Regions from separate parts of the Mus musculus genome. Here region 2 is linked to region 1. The links are chromatin contacts, called in public HiChIP or PLAC-seq maps. All regions are on one chromosome and are shown on one strand. Each heading gives the region's core, a stretch centred on a gene start, on an enhancer-like site or on the middle of the called end of the contact. The rest is flanking DNA. Distances are from core to core; before and after follow the strand shown. Region 1 overlaps Palld (palladin, cytoskeletal associated protein). Region 2 overlaps Palld (palladin, cytoskeletal associated protein).

What was found. HiChIP or PLAC-seq counts read pairs in DNA pulled down with a chosen protein or histone mark.
Region 2: an H3K27ac HiChIP or PLAC-seq map of heart atrium shows a contact between it and region 1, with 5 times the contacts expected there. The contact joins two enhancer-like sites. A contact is called at or near these places in 1 of 15 datasets of contacts at CTCF or cohesin (the NIH/3T3 cell line), 1 of 484 Hi-C or Micro-C datasets (nephron progenitors) and 8 of 115 datasets of contacts at active chromatin or transcription factors (bone marrow-derived dendritic cells, embryonic fibroblasts, embryonic stem cells and 4 more).

What each region holds. Positions count from the first base shown.
Region 1 is chr8:61,571,710-61,576,847 of GRCm38.p6, forward strand. All of the region lies in intron 10 of Palld (palladin, cytoskeletal associated protein), which reads right to left. Among named protein-coding and RNA genes, the nearest start is that of Gm35254, 46 kb to the right of the region's middle. Within about 2 kb of position 3,027, at least 64 of the 459 cell types and tissues checked have an H3K27ac peak or open chromatin away from gene starts, as enhancers often do. A contact at or near this core is called in heart atrium, where this site is marked.
Region 2 is chr8:61,679,444-61,684,581 of GRCm38.p6, forward strand. All of the region lies in intron 10 of Palld (palladin, cytoskeletal associated protein), which reads right to left. Gm51575 (a long non-coding RNA gene) reads left to right here. Exons shown (of 3, transcript XR_003947553.1): 3 at 3,543-5,138. Among named protein-coding and RNA genes, the nearest start is that of Gm51576, 3.5 kb to the right of the region's middle. Within about 2 kb of position 1,963, at least 9 of the 459 cell types and tissues checked have an H3K27ac peak or open chromatin away from gene starts, as enhancers often do. A contact at or near this core is called in heart atrium, where this site is marked.

The sequences.
Region 1 (5,138 bases), core at 1,777-4,276:
TAAACCTCACTTCATGGCCTGCCCTCGGAGTTCCTGGACATATTCCATGTATCTGCCTCCCAAACACTCCGTATATACACCTTTATCTGTCTGCGATAATCCCATGCTTATAGACCCTTCAGGGCTTCCTCTATCTTCAGTAAAATGAGATGAAAGAAGTGGCATTAATACTAGAAATGTATGTGAACAAGGGTATTCTAGAGATAATCTAGGGTCAGGTCTACACATTGAATGTACTTGAGTGTAGCTCTTCTTAGACTACTCCAATAAAAATAACTTATATGAGGGTTTTTTTTTTAAGGCTAAGAGATCTATGGGGGAAAAGGAGGTGAATTTGTATTCATTCATGAAAAATATTGACAACTCTTTCCAGCAGAAAGAAAAAATATAGCATGAGATCCTCTCAAAAGTTTCCACAGCACTTCTCTTCTGGTTGTTCACCTGGGAATGACTTCTCTCTTTACCTGCCTAAGTGATCCCTTCTGGTCTCCCTAGACACCCAAATTTCTGAAAACCAATTTATGGACCCTCAGAGTTGACTCACTTCACATTTTTCTGCAAAGCTTAATCGTGAACAATGACTATAACCAAAACAACCGAGGCAAGAGGAAAGATACTTCCTGCACAGAGCCCACCATCTGATGAGCTCAGTGCATAGGCTTTCCACTCACTACTACCTCCAAAACTTAAGTAGGTCAGGTGACAGGCACTTAATTCAACTACCTAAAAGCCCTCCAAACAGACTAAATCGATCATCATGGCTCAAGGCAAAGTTTAGGAAGTATTGCTAAATAACTCAAACTTCAAGGTCAAAGAACAAGTATGAACACTCACAAATACTAGGAGCTTTGGAGCTAGCTCCCTCCTCACTGCTGATTTGCATTCGTCCCTCTTGCCCACCCCTCTTCAGTCAACCTAGGATATGGATGGAGCTTTTACTACATACTTGGTCTAGGTTCAGTGCTAAAGAACCTAGCCACCATTCACAGCGTCATCTCTGCAACCAAACTATGCACCATTTGTACAGACCAGATGGCCGGGGAGAAGGGTGCTGTGTCCTTTCTGTTTCACTAGTCTTCCTGCACCTCATACTTAGGAAGCCAGTCCAGTGTCAGCAAAGTTACATGCTTGTGTGAGAAAGCTGGGCTTCCGTGGACCTTGTGTTTTAGAGCCCTCTCCTTCTTTGTCCCTAACATCGAGCTGTCGCCTCATTTTCTAGGAAGCCTTAGCACACTTCCAAGAGAACTGAAGTGCCAGGCTGGCTCAGCATGATTTTGTTTGCTGGATGACAGCTACTTGTTAGTTGTTACTGATGTTAACTGCGTGCTTGTCAGATGAGGGTAAGAGGGGTTTCTGAGGCTCTAACTTCAAGGGGCTCTGATAAGTTATGCATTAAAGTGCTGGGGTGGGTTTTCCAACAAAAACAAATGTGTAGGGGAGCAAGAAAATGAACTCACAAGAGACTGAACTGGCACCCCAACCTACCAACTGACTTTATTTTTGCCTCTTTCATTCATTTTACATATGTAGGTCACTTCTGATTTATTGGAGAGAGAGATTGATTGCTTCTGAAGACAGAGAAAATAAAAGTCAGACTATGGGTTCACAGTCCCTAAACAAATACAGGTACAATGGGCAGGTTTCAGATAGCCAGGAAAGGAAGAGAGAGTCCACAGAGACACAGGCAGAGTGGGGCACGGTAGGATGTGACGCATCGGATGTAATCTGGCTGACAACGGCCTCTCTGTGCTTCAGTGACACATGGGCCAGATTCATTGACTCAGCGTTAGGTACACAGGGTCTGAGGACCCTTCCTATTAAGTGGGAGTCAGAAGTACCTGCGATTTCCCACATCATTCTGCTGCTCCCCAGTCAGACCCAGAAGACAGACTCAGACTAAGATGAGAAGTCACAGTGTAAGCAATTGTATGCCTCAAAAGGGGATGGGCTTTCCCAGCACCGGCCTGGGGTTTTCCAAGCTTTCCAACTATGCTGGGAATGTGAAGAATTGCCATCTTTAGAGGAACTTTGAAAGCAGTTTGAGGAGGGTAGGCTCAGACATACTATTAACCCACTTGAGAGACAAAGAACTGGGTTCTTCCTGGCTTAGCTTGTCTTGGGCAGTAAGAACGGAGAGAGAAAGTTGGTTCCCTACTTTCAGGAGCTGGGCTACAGAAGTCAGGCTTCCCTCACTGAAGTGGAAGACAAGCTCACCCCACTCAGGGTCTGGCGGATGGATGGTTTAACTCTCAGGAACCAGGCAAAATATGTCTCCTGGCTTTAGAGTCAGACACTGCTTTGCCTGTTTGTCATCAAATCCTTTGTTTCTTGGTACTCTGCAAGAATGAGGGAGGACCAGGGCTGGGGTGATGGCTCCCTGGGTATAGTGCTTGCTGTATAAGCATTAGGACTTCATTTGGAACACCTAGAACCCAGACAAAAACAAAAACAAAAACAAAAACAAAAACAAAAACAAAAAAAGCTGGGAGTAGCATGGTGCACTGGAAGAGGGAGACAGGCGGGTCCAGGGGACTCACTGGCCAGTTGGTCTAGTCAATTAGTAATCTCAAGATTCAGTGAGAGAGCCTCTCTCAAAAAATATGGTAGAAAGTGATAGAGGAAGAAGCAAAAGACAATCACAACCCCTGTCCTCTGTGTACCTGTGTACCTGCACCAGCATTTACATACATACACAGAAAATACACACCCTGAAAATTGCCACATGTCAAAATATTTACTCTCCCCCACTTTTTATTCCCTAACTAAGTCATCCAGAGCATACTACAGAGGACCTTCTGCAGCTCGAGTTGAAATGATGAAGAGAGTCTGATCCGGCATCTTTGAGAAGCCGATCGCAAACACTGCAAACACCGCAAACACCCCAAGCACGGGACCCAGGCTTGAATCTGAAAGCTGTCAGGTACACAATGGGCATGTGGCAGTCTGGAGCCCAGTTACAGCTCAGTTCTCCAAGGGGCAGTCTTATCTCTTCCTCTGATGTTATCACTTGCCAAGGAAAGCTCAGACAAAAGTCAACTGTTGCGCCCAGTTGGAATGTCACTGTGTTCAGGAATGTCCCAGTGGAACAGGGCTCATTTATATTCAGATGGGAGGTACCCTCTTGGTAAGAACGGGAGTCACTAAAAATTCTCACACCCTCCAGGAAAACTTGCCAAATAACTTCTTCCCAGCTCCATTAACAACACTTAGTGCTCTTCACGCGCCTTTTGAGCTATGCTCATTTGTGTCTGCTTGAACTTACACACTAATTATAAAAGGTGGCCCAGACCATGTATGTCTTGAATTGTCGATTTCTTTCTGAAATAAGAGCTCTAGGTACTTTTTGATCCTGGTGGGATAGGAAGACAAGTCCACCCAGAAAGCCGAGTCTGCTCCTCACTTGCAAAAGGCTTCCATTTAATAATTCTTTGGTATGAAATATGTCTTGCTAGTCCAAGCCTTTCCTTACTACTATTTAAGGCATAGCGTCAAAGTACATTCCAGATTCAAGGTCTAAATTCTAGCAATGCTTAGGTGCAGAATTCCAGCTAGCATGACTTGAGGTCATGACCAGTCACACCCTGACTTCCTGCTTTTGACGTTTCCTCCCTTCACATGCTGAGTGTCCTCTCATTTTCCTCAAATTAGTTTTGCATCCGTGGTTTCCAAAGGCTGTTGGAAAGCTGATCTATGCCTAAACTTGTGGGCCATTTTTTTTTTTTTTTTTTTTGGCCAGGTTGCAAGTCTGTGCCTAATAGCTCTTGACAGTAGCTCTAGTTTCTAGCTGTTGACAACCCAGATCAATGTGTTGCTCCCCACAGCTTACCCACAGTTCAGAGCCCTCAAGCACAGGCCCTAATACCAGTCAGAGTAGCTGGCTCCTGGCACAAAAATGAGCTTAGAGACTGTGTGGGGAGAATCTATCGGGTTTTTGGTCCCCCAACCCAACCCCAAGGATTTGCTTTACAGTCTCTTGCTTCTCTAGACTCCATTTCTTTGCAAGTAAAAGGAATCTTCAGGCTAAATTCTAGCTTGGAGATCCCGAGAAACTGGTGTAGCAATGCGAGTAATAACCCGAGCTCGATGTGGTGGCTTACTCCTAAATTCTAGCACTCAGGGAGCCGAGGCAGGTGGATCTCTGGGACTTCTAGGCCAGAATGGTCTACACAGCAAGTTCCAGGCCAGCCAGGCTTACTTAGTAGCCCTTGTCTTGAAAACAGAACAAGAAAGAACCATCCTGAATAACACTGACTGGGAAGGATAGGCTCAAACTCACTTCTGCTAATTAAATATTCCTGGAACTTAGTTTCTTTCTGATAGTTTCCCTTTGAAAATAAAAGATTTATGTGTGCACATGTGTGCAATGTATATGTGGCATGTGTATGACCCATGGAAGCCAGCTCAGAGCATCAGATCCCTGGTGTTGCTGTTGTATGTAGCTGGGAATGAGCATATGGTTCTGGGAACTAGCCTCAGGCTCTCTGGAGGAGCAGCAAGCACGCAGCCACAGACCCAGCTCTCTAGTTCCCTTCCTGATATTTTTTCAATATGACTAAATAAAACACTCAGTGTTGGAAATTCAAGTGCAAAAATGAAAATTCTTTCCTAGAATTACCAGTCTTTACACAGTTCCACTTCTCTGGGAAATTTTTTTTCCAGAAATTTTGCTTTGCAACCATAAATACATGTAGTGCAGGTGCTTTTAAGGCTGGGTTTTACTTATTCAGAAAAACTGGGCCAAGCTTATGCTTATTTTCCTATGGACCTGTTCCCTTCAGCTAGTGCCTTCTTTCCAGTGATCACGGATGTACAGAGTGTGAGAAAAAAGCTCTCCATCTAACTTATGTCCTTGAACATCTCATGGGGAAAAACATAAAAATATGACTGTTGGTCAAAAGGCACATGGATATAAAATTTAATGGGTAAAGCCAAGTTTCCATAGTGACATGGTATATACCACATTTTTATCTGAAAAGGGAGGGAAAATGAGATAGATCTTCAGTCTCATTTCCAACTGAGTTTTCAACTTTATTAAGGTTTAAACCAGATGCCATAGTGTGAGCCTGTGGTCCCCATTATTCAGAGGCTAAGGAAGGAGGGCTGCTTGAGCCTAGGAACCTGAGGCTGATCTGAGCAAC
Region 2 (5,138 bases), core at 713-3,212, 110 kb after region 1:
TTTGCAGCACATACTTTTCTCTACATGGCTTTGCTTCCCTTCACTCTCCTTACCCGTCATGTTTTGTTTTGCTTTTGAATCTACCAGGTAAGGCTTATGGTAAGCAGAGTCTGGGAAGCCAATTTTGTTCTATTGTCAAGGGGTGATATAATGAGATCTTGAACCCTAACTAGGAGAGGTTAAAGGATGGAAAAATGTTCAGCTTTTTAAATTATGCCACCCAAGCCACACAGTGAAGTTTGAGCTTTGGTCCAACATAAACAGGCCAGGAAGGGAGTAGCACAGAAGCCTGCAGCCCTTCATCAGAGCCTGTAATCTGATGGGCTGTTAATATGTCATGTAGGAACACCTTGAAACAGCAGTTTGACTGTATCCCGGCCAACTAACACTGTAAGTGTTTGCTAGAGGCTGGACCTGTCTCCTCCTCTTTTCAGATGGCTCATTTTCTCCCCAATGGGTTAAAGCAAGGCATCAATCAAATGAGAACACTGGAAAAATGAAGAAAGGAGTTAAGTAACTGGATGAATTTTTCTACTATGATTCTAGTATGTGAGAAATAAGTTTGCATTTATTCTATGCCCCCTACTTGTGTGTGTGTATGTGTGTGTGTTGTATGTGTTAGTATGGATGTGTCACATGCATGTTTTTGTATATAGAAGTCAAAGGTGTAGGTTAATAGCAGATATTTATCCTTGATTTTTCTTCATATTTCTTTCTGAGACAGGGTCTTTAACTGAACCCAAAGCTCATTATTTAGCTAGACTTTCTGGCCAACGAGTTTCATGGACCACCTGTCTCCATTCCCTGCTCTAATTCTGAGGTTCCAGAAGATTATCACCATAGTTGGTACTTTACATGGGTTCAGGAGGTCTGAACTTAGGCTTGCACACGGATTCTACCCACTGCTCGCTCTATCTATCTATCTATCTATCTATCTATCTATCTATCTATCTATCTATCTATCTATCTATAGATAAGGTCTCTTGTTTAGGTCAAGCCCATGCTGGTCTTGACTAGCAATGTAGCTGAAGAGGACCTTGAATCTCTAATCCTCCTGCCTCTACCTTCTTAGTGCCAGGATCACAGGCACAGGAATTCATGCCCATTTTGATGCTGGTTATAGATAGAAATCAGGGCTTTGTGAATGGTATTGGTATCAGGAACTGGCTTTATGGTTACAGGTCACCTCCAAATCCAGAGATGGCAGTGATGTCACCCATAGGTGACAGAGACCGGTACATGTGTTGCCATGGCAATTGCCATACATTCCCACATTCCCAGCATCCATCTGGTTTACTTCCCACCTTTACCTACGAGCGGTTACATCACAGCCTAAATAAAAGGCAGATTCTCTTGATCTTCACTCTCTTTCCTCCTTTTGTCTCGTTTCCACTTTTTGTCCCCTTCCCCCACAATAAACCTCTTTTGCATGGAACTGTATTGGTTTGGTGTGGTCTGTGCAGACACGAGCTGTGGTTCTATCACAACACATGGCAGCTAAATACTCAACCAAGTGAGTGACTTCTACAGGTCCTCACATGGGACTTTGCTGAATTTTTTCACATCCATTCAGTTATTAACAGATGAAGAGACAAAAAAAAATAGCAGTTAGAGAGATGTTTTATAAAGGAGAACAACTAGTGATGTTTGAAAAATAGAGGTCCTGGAAATATTTACAGAAAAATTAAGTGGAACAAATGAGGTGGCTTTAAAATTGGGAGCTCTTTCTCTCATTTCTTGTTTTCCTCTTGTTTTATTCATTCAAAAATATTTATGAACATCTATTACATAAGACCAAATAAAGGCAGTGAAGGTCCCTACTCTCAGAGGGACATCAAACTACGAAGGCAATAGCAAGTAAATGACTAGCAGAAGCAACTGTGCTGCTTTAGATTGGGTGGCTGGGGAAGGGGATGACATTAAGTTGAGATATGATAGGCAAGAAGAGGCCAGCTTTTTATCACATTCCAAGCGTAGAACATTCCAGGCAAAGGAACAACTTGTACTTCAATGCATGTGTAGGAGTGGAGGGGACCCATAAAGAGCTTCCAAACATAGAAAGCCTGGTACAGTTAAGTTGCTGATAAGGACTGACACTAGTTACTATTTCCCCGTTTCTCTCACACACACACCATCTCTAATTCTTGTATATGCAGCAAAAAACCAATTCTATACTTAAAACAGTTACCGACTATATGAAGACATAAATTTAGTCTTAAAATACTGGCTACCGTACTGTTGTAGTTTCATTTGGTTTCTGGGACAAACATCATGTGCAGAAACAAGTTAGGAGATGAACAGGTTTATTTTAGCTGACAGGCCATAATTCATCACTGAGGGAAGTTAGGACTGGAACTCAAGCAGGAACATGAACCAGAAACGATGGAAAGCTACTTGCTGGCTTCTCAGGCTTATGCTTAGCTAGTTTTCCTTTACACCAAGGACCAGTTGCCCAGGGAAGTATCACCCAAAGCGGGCTAGGCCCTCCTACATCAATTAGCAATCAAGATAATTTCTCACAGACACACTGCTAGGCTGGTCTAATCCAGGCAATGTCTCTCTAAAATTAATCTTAGCTATGTTAAGTTGATGGTTAAGTCCAACTAGGATATGTGCTGTGAAAGAATTTTTACGGTATATCTCTCCCTTGAGACAAGTTTTTCAGAAACAATGGAGTATCTAAAGGTGGGTAGAGATAAAGACAAAATTTTATATTACTGCAAAAGTGGTAAATATAATTACATAAAAGACTGATTCAACCAGAATTCATTTTTACTTCAACACAGGAAATAGTAGTCCTATTTTCATTTTTTGTTTTAGAGACTAGAGAAAGAATAGGAGCAAAGAGAACGGTTGAACTAACATGGAAAAATGTTTTCAATCACTTCATATCAACAGTCACGGACTTTTATGGACATGTGTGTATTTTTGGCACTCCATTGGAAAGTAAGCTTTTTATTTGCTGACCTGCTTGTTTCTGGGTGTAAGCATCATTCTTCATTAACCCCCCACTGCCTTTGATTTCTCATGTTGCTGGCTGTATACGTTTTGATTGTACCTTCTGTCCACAAGGAAGAAGAGGAAGACAGAAGAGGAGGGAAATAGATGGGGCTTGGAAATGGCACACTGTGATTTCTGCATTGATTGGTTGATTTAGGAGTTAAGCTCAGGAACACACATGATTGGCCATTCCTTGATCCTCTGCCATACCTGCTGAGTCTGCTACTCACAAATTTCATACGGATATCAGGCACAACTACACCTTTGAAAGATAATTTTTAAAAAAATACTGAGTCTCTGCAATTTGATGCTACAGGCATTGTTTGTAGAGAAAAGACCCAGTAATAGACTTATTTGGTATGAAGCTAGAATGAAACAAATAGTCACTAAGATGACTTTATGGTCCTTTCTCCATGCTTGCCTCTGAGAAGATACCATTTAAGCAAATTATGTCATCACCTTTGAAACTTGTTCTTGTGCTACTCAACCTTTTAATAACTACAGAATTATTATTTGTGTTTTGTTTTGTTTTGTTTTTGTAGATAAGGCCCCATCATACTGGCGAGCACAGCCATAGAGCTGAAAGCTAAGCTGAAGCACTGCTGAAATGCCTGAGATAAGGAAGGGTGTAAATGCCGGCAAACTAGTCCTCCTGTTTACTCTCCTGTGATTTATACCCAATTTATGAGGACCATTAGAGGAGAAACACTCCACCAGACCAAGAACACAGTCAAGACCTCCTCATTAAACACATCTGCCCTTCCCCAAAGAAGTAAGTGGTCTCTGCTTCAGTAAAGGTACTACAAATACAGAATTAAAATGCAAACATGAAGCAAGTCAGTAGTAGCAATTAATTTTATGGCTGATACTCTAAGACTGTAAATCTCTTTTTATGAATGCCTTTTCTTTTCTTTTCTTTTCTTTTCTTTTCTTTTCTTTTCCTTTCCTTTTCTCTCTCTTTCTCTTTCCCTCTTTCTTTTTTTGTTCTTTCATTCCTTCCTTCCATCTCTCTTCCTTCCTTCCTTCCTTCCTTCTTTTCTTTTCTTTTCTTTTCTTTTTTTTCAAGCTCATTTTATCTTCTCAGTGAGAACACAGGACTTTCATAATGTTATACATAATCCTGGTCAGTATCTCTACCACCTTAAACAGAGGCACCAGAAAAATGCAAAATGAAATGGTGGGTAGCAGTGGGTAGTTTGCTACAATCAACTCCTAAGACTGCCATCAGGTTGATTTTATAAAACTGCCTCCCCGCTTGGTGAGGTATTCTTTGAGTTGGTTTACATCTGGCAGCGGTCCATGAAATCCCTTCGCAAACAATACAGCAATGTGTAAAAGTAAGATGTTGTTCCGGTTCAAGCTTCTAAGCAACTCTAACATTGCTAACAGACCAGCTGATCACAGACCCAAGAGCATTCAGTATTTTCTATTAAGGAAGCAAAGAACTCAGGTGTGAAGAAGCCTTTCTATTCCAAGTCAAAGCCATCAGACATCACAGGGAACCCAGGGGCTTTCCTGTACGGAGCAGTTTCATCTCATGGAAATGTGATCCAGTAGGGAATGTATACATTTCCACCGACCCATCTTAGGGAACAATTAAGACCTGTTCTGCCACGGTAGAGAATCTTTGAGTTCTAGCCCTGTCTCTCTCTCCCACTTTGTAATGGCTGCATTTGTGACAATGCTTGCTGCAATAGTGCCAATGGAAACAGCTCATGCAAGACTTATTACCCTGAGAGAATAATATAATAGAAATAAAACGTGAATGGTGGAAACGTGTGGTTCATGGACTTCCACAGATTGAGGAGGCTGAGGTGTGATGGCCACTCCTCTGCCTGACAAGCCTGTCTCTGCTTTCTGTCTCCTGGCCAGGATAAGCCACTGGGTTCCCATTCTTCCTTTCTACTTTCCTCCTTCTGTTCACATCTGTGCTTCATACTGATTCCTCCAGTTGAAAAGTTTGCCCTTGGTTTAATAGAGGACTCCAAGGAGTTCCCTTCTCCATCCTGCCTGGAGAGCAGTTACACCCTGCTGCAAACTGGGAGGCAGTGCCCCTCACACTTTCACAGCCATAACCAGTCCTGGCTTCCAGCAGAGGACTCTTTACCTTCTTTATTTTAAGCATTCTTTGTAATTTT